Regions from separate parts of the Mus musculus genome. Here region 2 is linked to region 1. The links are chromatin contacts, called in public Hi-C maps. All regions are on one chromosome and are shown on one strand. The core of a region is the stretch at or near the end of the contact, and the rest is flanking DNA. Distances in the headings are between cores, read along the strand shown. Region 1 overlaps Slc1a1 (solute carrier family 1 (neuronal/epithelial high affinity glutamate transporter, system Xag), member 1). Region 2 holds the start of Plgrkt (plasminogen receptor, C-terminal lysine transmembrane protein).

The links. A called contact is a pair of places that touch in the nucleus more often than the background predicts.
Region 2: a contact with region 1 is called in a Hi-C map of cerebral cortex, with 2.7 times the contacts expected there. A contact is called at or near these places in 5 of 39 promoter capture datasets (the 3T3-L1 cell line, cranial neural crest, embryonic stem cells and 1 more), 2 of 484 Hi-C or Micro-C datasets (cerebral cortex and nephron progenitors), 9 of 130 datasets of targeted methods (the NIH/3T3 cell line, T-cell acute lymphoblastic leukemia, astrocytes and 4 more) and 1 of 9 other capture datasets (adipose tissue).

The regions. Positions count from the first base shown.
Region 1 is chr19:28,895,927-28,900,494 of GRCm38.p6, forward strand. It overlaps Slc1a1 (solute carrier family 1 (neuronal/epithelial high affinity glutamate transporter, system Xag), member 1), which reads left to right. Exons shown (of 12, transcript NM_009199.3): 5 at 158-200; 6 at 1,581-1,676. Among named protein-coding and RNA genes, the nearest start is that of Gm52404, 52 kb to the left of the region's middle.
Region 2 is chr19:29,359,677-29,364,244 of GRCm38.p6, forward strand. It overlaps Plgrkt (plasminogen receptor, C-terminal lysine transmembrane protein), which reads right to left and starts at 2,195. Exons shown (of 6, transcript NM_026362.2): 1 at 2,121-2,195; 2 at 1,141-1,251. It also overlaps a transcript of Cd274 not described here.

The DNA of each region.
Region 1 (4,568 bases), core at 620-3,119:
AAAGAGATCAATCTTGATGCAAGGGGTGCCCTGCAAAGCGGACGCCAGATGAGAAACAGAACCCGTGCTATGCTAGTCTCAGTCCTATTGACATATAGAACTTAACAACCCAAAGCATGCTTCCCTGATATAAGCCTGTTTTCCGTGTCTCCAACAGGAACATGTTCCCTGAGAATCTGGTCCAAGCCTGTTTTCAGCAGGTAACATCAATGGCTTTGGTCCTAAGTTGCTCCTTTGTTCCTATGACCCACTGTGACTTCATTTTCAGCTATGACACAAGAAATGGAAGTAGCCCATCAAAACCAACAGCACCCGTGCACAGTGGGGTTTCTGATGACTCCTGCCTTTGGGGCTGTAGTGAATGTAGGCCATGACTGACAGTACTGGCTTCTCACCTAATACTCTCCCTCAGACAGAGAAAAGCAAGAACCAGCCACCATGTTCTACTTTATTTATTTGTATTTTGGAGAGCCATGTTATATTTATAAAGAACTCAGACTCTCTGCACATGCAAAGCAATGGAGAGAAGAGCTCTCCATCTCTTCTTCCCATGCCTCTCTAGGTGACCTTCTATGTCTAACATGGTGGCCAGCCCATCCAGAACTGGGTCTTGTCCTTAACCAGTAGATGCCCAGTGCTAGTGTTCTGCAGGAAAGGCATGGGTGTATCAGATGTCTTTTTTCATGAATGTTCACCATTGTCTTTGCTCCACTGAAAATTCCTTTTCTGTTAATCTGGGCTCCTTAAAACAGCTGAGTCGCTCACAAACTGCTGTATTTATTTGCATAAATTACATGGACAGAGACCTCTATATATACCAATAAAACTGGCAATCACATTGCTCTCCACAGCCCCCACCAGAAACAGAACCACCTCTATTTATGAGGTGCCTCTGGAGCTCAGCCACAGTAGCCATTTGTAGAGTTCAGAATTGGCAGAGATTCTGTGTGGGGGGCAGTTCTTTCTAGTATCATACTATAGTGGCTTTTTCTCAATCCACCATGATTGAAGCCTCACAGAACCAAACAGGGCTGAAGGGAGAGATTCAACAGAACTCTCTCTCTCTCTCTCTCTCTTTCTCTCTCTCTCACTGAATAGCTGGAGGAACTGCTGATTTGGGCACAGCCACCCAGTTACACCTTTCTCGGAATGTATTAGTCATCTTGACTATTTTTATCAAAGCACTAAGGTTATTTTTCCAGATGAAAAATGATCAGTTTATAAAAACTAAAAATGATTGACAGGAATCTCCCTGGCTGTGGGAGCGCCTACAGATAAATCCTGCTTGCTTTCACAGTATTTCTCCATCCATTTCCCCTGCCATGAAAGCATGAGAACGGTCTGGTATTACTGAATGGCAGTTGAGGGAGTCGGGAGTTTGGATTTTTAGATCCCAATTAGTCCCAATGCCTTCTGGGGAGGAGCCACAAAAGCTGGAAGCAACAGAAAGAAGCGCCATCAGTAGAACCCTTGGGTGTCAGTTATTTGGCTAAAATAACATCCGTGTGGTAGAGCCTTGGATGCTGAAAAAAAAAAGTCTCCTTTTTTACTTTGTGTGCCTGTTTTTCTCCCGTGTGCAGTACAAAACCAAGCGGGAAGAGGTGAAGCCTGTGGGCGATCCTGGGGGGAACGCAACGGAGGTGTCTGTCACCACAGCCATGACAACAATGTCTGAGGTACCGTCTGCCACCCACACCCCTCCCCATCATGCATGTGCCAGTTCTTCAGTGGTAGGAGAGAAAGATGGTCAGTCTTCAGGATGCACGGAATCCACATTTCTGAGTCTACCCCTCTTCCAGACATGCCTGTAGCCCTAAAATCAGCCCTTGTAATCTTTCACAGCTCCGCAGGGGTGGCACGGAGCTGAGTCACCCTCAGTATCTCAGTTCCAAACTGAGGCTATAATACATCTCTCCATTTGAGTTTTCATTCAGTAAACAGACATCCATCTCAGTCTGTGTTTCTTTCCACTCTTAATTTCCTTTTGTGTGTTTTCTTGGTGATTTGGTTTTCTATTTTTGTTTATATTTTATTTTGTCCTGTGCTACACTGAGGGTCTCTTTCATTTGCTCTTTATGTTTGTGGGTGGGTGGTGAACAGTACTGGGGATTGAACCCTGGGCCTCCATGCCAAGCAAGTACCCTTGAGCTATCTCCTCCCTCTCCCTCTCCCTCCCCCCTCCCCTCCCCCTCCATCCCCTCTTCCTCTCCCCCTCCCCTCTCCCTTTCCTCCTCCTCCCCTCTCCCCCTCTCCCTCTCTCCCTCTCTCACCCTTTCTGTCTCTCCCTCCCCCTCTCCACTTCTCCTCTCCCCCTCCCCTTTCCCTTCTCCCCCCCCCCCCACGTGCATCATAATACTTTCTGAAGCTATGGGCCCTCTCATACTGCCGTGCACTTTGCACACACACACACACACACGAGTGGATAATAATGACTGAAGCTATGGGCCCTCTCACACTCTCGTGCACTTTGCTCAGAGTCACCCCTATTGTTTTCTCTGTTCTGCTCTGCCCTCCCTAAGAACCCATCTACAGTCATATTATATACACATTTGTATACGGGTGTGACTCTACCACTAATCTAAGACCCAGCCCCAAAGACTTTTCTATCTAGAGTCCATATATAAGAAAAAATGCAATAGTTATGAATCTGGCCCGTTATGCGTCAGTTCCAGCTATAACCTTTTTTCCCTGCTAATGATAGAATTTCACTCATCCTGATGGCTAAATCAGACACCACATTTTCTCTATCTGCCATTCACCTGTCAGTGGGCACCTAAGCCATACATGTCTATGCTGTGTGGACAGTGCTGTGATGCACATGAATGTATAGGTGTCTCTGCGCTGTGGGGATGAGTGTGCACCTCCGAGTGGTACTGCTAGATCACATCTGGACCCTTGCTGGCGCTTATTTTCATGATGACTGAGGTTGGATAGAATCTCGGTGGACTTTTAATTTGTATTTCCCTGATGGTGAAGGATATTGTACGTTTTTCATATATTTATGGGCTATCTGTTGATTTGACTATATAAAATGGACAGAAGCATATTAGCAAAATGCTCTATCATGTTTCTAAGTACAAGAATGCTGTGATGCACTTTGCAGAAAAAAATATATCTGTTAAAAAGCTTTATTCGGGCATGTTGTAGTCCTGCTAGCTATGAACTCCATGCTAGTGAATCAACAGTGAAAGCCAGATGTCTCTAAATAGAAACACACACTAAGCAATGCCATGCCCTGATTGCTTGATATGAACAATGTGGCAAGGCATGTATACTTCTCCATGCTGACATGGTGTTCATGGGAACTGTATGGAACAAGAGTACCAGGAATAGAGCATCACAGAGTGGACACGGTGAGCCTGAGCTACTCCAAATGCTTGGGTACCTTGGGGACTGCCTGATGATTACAAGGCTATCAACACAGAATACAACCCCGAACCTCTCTGCCTGTATGTGATTCTGAGTCCAGACCGTCTTGGACTTCAGAAGAGCCCACAGCATGTGTTCTTGGTAGCAGACCGCTTCTCTGAATGGGGTCCAGTATCACACCAGAGTCAAGCACCTCCAGTGTTTCTTCAGCAAACTCAGGAATGTTCTGCTGAGTAAGAAACACAGCGGCCAGTCATCCCCATTCGTAGATTTTGTCACCAGAGGAGTAGACCATAAAAAAATCAATAGGCTTTGAGAGCTATGGCTATTTCACACTGTGAAATTGGAGAATCTCATTTGTGGACCTGAGGTGGCACTTTGTAGTAGGCCCACAGTAGACTTCTGAATGGTCTAGAAGGAAATAATTGTTCTGGGTCTGAGGGGGAGGGGAAGTGGGGAGAGAAAGGGAGGCGAGAGAAATGGAGGGAGATATTAAATGATTGATTTATGGAAAAGAATATTCAGTCAATTTAGTAATTAAAGCTGGGTTGATGGGACAAGCTTGTAATCCTGGCACTTGAGAGGTTAAGGCAAGATCATGAGTTTGAAGCCACCATGGGCTACTGATGGCTTTGTGGGCTAAAAGCACTTGCTGCTTTTCAAGAGGATCTGGGTTTGGTTCCTAGCACCTACACTGGGTAGCTCATGACTATCTGTATTGTAGCTCCAGGAAATCTGATATCCTCTTCTGGCCTCGTGGGCATCCCCATATACACAACACACACACAAATACACACACAATAATAATAATGATAATGATAATAATAATAACAGTAACAAATAAGTGCATAAATGAAACTTAAATTCAAGATAGGCTATCATTGGCTCCCTGCTCCCTACTGCAAAAAAAACAAAAAAAAAAAACAAAAAAAAAAAACAAACCCTTAATTTCTCCCAAATATAGCCATGGGTTCTCTGTTACGAGGCTTCTTCAGTTTTACAGCTTGCCTCCCAGGGTGAGGGGCTCTCCTCTACCCAGATCCACCTTTCACTTGCTTCTTATTCCCGTCTTTTGACAAGGTTCCACAGAGTGCTCTGCGCACCCTCCATGTGGGGATTGCTGCTGCACACTGGAAGTAGAACAGCAGAAGACAGATATGATATCTGTCCTCAGGCAGGGAGTGGTGCATGTCATCATC
Region 2 (4,568 bases), core at 945-3,444, 460 kb after region 1:
CGCCTTTTTTACCATCATTTCCTTAAAAACTGACTTGAGCCACCCTCTACATCAGGCATGGCCTTGTTATTTAGGTATAACAGCTACCCCAGAGGGCTATAAACTATGGGTAAGAACTCCTAACTTTGTTCTAAATATAACTGAGTATGTTCAGAGAAACACTTTGGTTAGTTATTGGTTTTTCAGAAGACCATAAGGCCCGGGGGGGGGGGGCGGGGGGGCGTGTCACAACATCTCCACTCTCTTCAGTGCTGTCTTAGGCTGTTAAATACCTTTCCACCACAGCAGCCCGTCTCAATGCTTCACAGCCAGGATTTATGTATAATCTGAGGAAATCCCGGACAACAGTTATTTCCACAGCTTTCCTCATAAGGAAATCCCTGGGTTTAGAGTAACCTAGCAGATGAGCATGGAGAACAGGGGTAGTTCGAATCAGTTGGGATGGTTACCCTGTTAGTCGGGCTCCAGGGGAGTATGAACTGACAGCCTGGTTTCAATGATTTCCGTGTATTCTGACAAAGACGAAGATCGCACCCTGGAATTAAGCAGCCCTTGAGCCAATCAGCTGCGAGGCTGAGCAGAGGCTGAACTACTTCCCAGGAAGGAAGAGAGAGCCTTCCACAGCCCTGGGACATCATGATTCCTCCTGACTCTCACTGTCCCACTTAGCACCCTACCAGCAGCGGCAGAGGGCACTCATCGTGGAGGGGTCTCTAGCCGTTTGCTCTCTTATCTAAGTATTGGCAGCTCACATGAGTCATTTCCAGCTGAGCCTGCAGGAGAAGTGTTATCATCCATCATGATAGTCTCTGTGGCTTCTATTTCACACAAATAATTGCACAAAATAAGGAATGCTTGACAGAAGATCAACCTTGTCAGGCTGCTCAACATCCTTTAGTTTTCTTTTGCATGTCGGAGCAGACGGTTGAATTTTTACATCTGCTGCAAGCATCTTCAAACATCTTCAAAGAAACCGACTGTTTTCTAGTACACACACACACACACACACACTCTCCCCTCAGTCCCTTGGCCTAAGGGGGTTAGCTCTCCATCCCTTGAAGTGGTCGGACAATCTTTCAGTCAATCGTCTAGAGAAGAGAAGAGAAACACTTTGAAAAGCTAGCTAGGATTTAGGCTTACCTCCTTCTGGGCCTTGCTCTCTTGGACTTGGACTTTGGATGTGTCGGGGGAAATCTCAGGTACACGGTTAAATATAGAAGGCAAACAGGAGTGTCCCTCTGGAGATCTCACCTGCCAATGAGCATGCCACACCCTGTAACTTCACCCTTGAACAGTGTTTCCAACCTCTTCTGACCATACCTAACAAAGCCATGTTGCACTCTTTCCTTAGGATGTCCCAAATACCTCCAAATGTCTCTCTCCCAGAGACACGATATTATCAGCGATAAGTAAGCGTGGCCCCAAACTGACTTATTACAGGCAACACAGACAACCACCATGTCCTATAGGATGGAGGATACAGATGTGAGTCCAGGCTGCTCCTGGATTTTTGTTTGTTTGTTTGTTTTGGGTTGAGGATGGGGAGGCAGGCGTGTCTCCTGTTCCAAGAGGCCATGATTCAAATTACTCTGGAAAGGCGTGTTGGGAAGGGTGTCCTGATTGTACAGATCCCAGACAGACTTTCCCTGGTCATCCTTGGAACCTGGATTCCATTTAGAAGGAAAGAAATTCTACACGATTTCTGTCATCCAGATTTCTTCCCTGATTTAGTACCAGAATTTTTGGCTAGTCACAACATCACTATCATTCTCAATAACTCTTCCAAACCAAGTCCCCTAGCAGGAAGCACATAACCTCTGGGGGTGTTTTGTTTTGTTTCCACTCTCGCTCTGTTGAGCCAGTTTAGCGTCATATAGGTATTTCCCTAAAGGAATTCCATTTTCCTGTCCATTGCACTCTGCAGTCTTGTCCCAACTTGGTGACAATGGTACAGAGAGATCACACTCACAGAACTGGGTTGGCAATACCTGTCAGCCTCGGAGGCATCAGCAAGAACCCAGAGCCCTGGCCTTCCCTGCCCAGCCAGAGCTGCAGCTGTGCGGGACCGTGCGACGGAGCCGACCCCTCCCTCCCAGGTGTCTGTGACCCGAAACACTCACGCGACACGGTGCGGGGACGGTGACCGCAGCAGAGGCCTCTAGCCAGAGCTCCAGAGCGATCAGCGCAGGGACAGTACCTTGCTTCGGCAGAGCCCCAGGATTGGTTGGCTATGACAGTGGATCACGAGCTTCAACCAATCAGCGTGGCCTTTGGCTCCCTTAAGCGCTCGGGTGCCCGCGGAGGCCTGGGGTGTTCTTCCGGTGCAGGCGCCTGGAGCCGGGAGGTGGGCGGGGCGGGACAGAACCGCAAATTCCAACCTGCATGGTCTTGTAAGGTGCGTGATTTTGAGGGAAGGCCCAAGGAAGCAGCGTGGAAATGTTTCAAGTCCTCGGAGTCCGGTGCCTCAAAAACAAAACAAAAACAACAACAAAACCCATCACCAAATCTCGCTTAAAGGTAACCAGGGAACAAAAGCAGACAGTGACCAGAATTTCCGTATTTCCCTATGCGTTTTCCATATTTCGTACTCCTACCAGAATTGTCTGTCTATAGTACAACTCCGAACTTCACTAGGAAACACTGGACCCATTAGCACTTACTATGTAACCGGTTGGGGAAATAGTATGTGAATCACAACCTTTAGGAAGGGCTCTGCATTAGCATGTGTTGGCTCCACACCTTAGAGAAGGCAATCTAGCCTCTTCCAGGCATATCTAGCCTCGCAGGCTTGTATAGATGTTTTTAGTTCCAGTGTTCCTTATTCTGACTTTTAGATCCCTCATTCCAAACATTACTTGGATGGGAAAATTGCAACAGAATCTTTATTTAGTTCTATTTGTGGGAGGAGATGGGTGTTGCTAGGAGTAAATGCTTTTGGAGAGAAACAAGTAGCCCATCCCTAAGGTAGGAAGTAGTGTCTATACGTGCAGACTAAACTTGTCTCCGTTCTGTTCCCAGCTCTGTAACCTGTACGAGGAACAGAGGTCGTTGTACCTTCAGATAAACACTGTGGGAACCAAGAATGTTAAACACACAGGGTTGTAGCTTCAAAGAGAAAGATTTAGAATGTGTTTTCCGCCCAGAAGACTGGGAGCAGAAGTGGTTAACATTTGCACTGTGTGTGCGAGACCTCACCAGATCCTTCCCTCATCATGAGCTGTTTTTCTCAGTCAATCTATAGAACCTATCTTTATGGATAATGTCACATGCAGTCACCCTAGAGACCCCATCTTAATCTATGTTCTACCTTTTCAAAGACTTACATATTCTAGATAGTTCGTATAAATGAAACGGACTTCTTTTGTTTTTGTTATTTTTTTTTTGTTGTTGTTGTTGATGCTGTTGTTGTTTGAGACAGGGTTTCTCTGTGTAGCCCTGGCTGTCCTGGAACTCACTCTGTAGACCAGGCTGGCCTCGAACTCAGAAATTTGCCTGCCTCTGTCTCCCAAGTGCTGGGATTAAAGGCGTGCACCACCATGCCGAGCTGACTTCTTTTACTTTAACACTAGTGTGTGTGTGTGTGTGTGTGTGTGTGTGTGTGTGTGTGTATCTAAGCTATAGTAGGGGCTGGTGAGATGGCTCAGTGGGTAAACATGCTTACCACCCTGAGACCCAGTTCTATTTCTGGGCTCCACATAGTGGAAGGGAAGAACCCATTATTGTTAGCTGTCTTCTGACATCCCTAACTGTTCCACGTATGAGTGTGCACTTGCGCACACAGAGAGTAAATACATGTTAAATGGAAAGAAAAATTAAACAGGTAAACTATAGCATGGATTATGGCTCCATTTCTTGTTGGGACTAAATAGTAGTCCAGTGTATGACTATAAGGCATTTTGTGTGTCCATTGAGACCGATGGACATTTGCATGATTCTATTTAGTCTAGTATGAAGAACATTGCTAGTTTTGTGAGCATGTTGTCAGTTGTCTTGGGTAGTAGGGGTAGAATGGCTGGGGCATACAGTAGTAAGTCAAGGCCTTAAAATCCACACACTGTGATTGATGGCAGTGGATGAGGACGCTCACCTGACAGTCCACCTGTGTGGCCGCTGTGTAGCAGACACTGGGGCATCGTTCCGGGTTTCACTCCCACTTGTATCCTTTCCTGAACACGTAAGCTTCCACAAGTTACTTGAGCGAGATGTCTCCAATTACACAGCCCTGAAGTGGAGGTGACTCCAGGAAGCACAACTCATAATACAAGTTAGGTAACCTAGTGTATGCACCCGTTTTACTATTACTGACACTTTTAATCATTACTGTGATTTCATCTTATTAATTTGATAGGCTTTTTTTTTTTTAAATGATGCTGTAGCCAAGGAAGACTATTCCGAGCAGGGGCCGCCGGTACATCTCAGAGTGTAACCTGAATCAGATGAAGCTTCATGTGGCGCAGCCCAAGCATTTCATAGCATCCCAAGAGAAGCTTGACTGGGGAAGCCCTGGGGAATAGTGATGAGGGTGTGGGCTTTAGCCTTCCTAGGCTGTATGTAAATAACCGCACAGC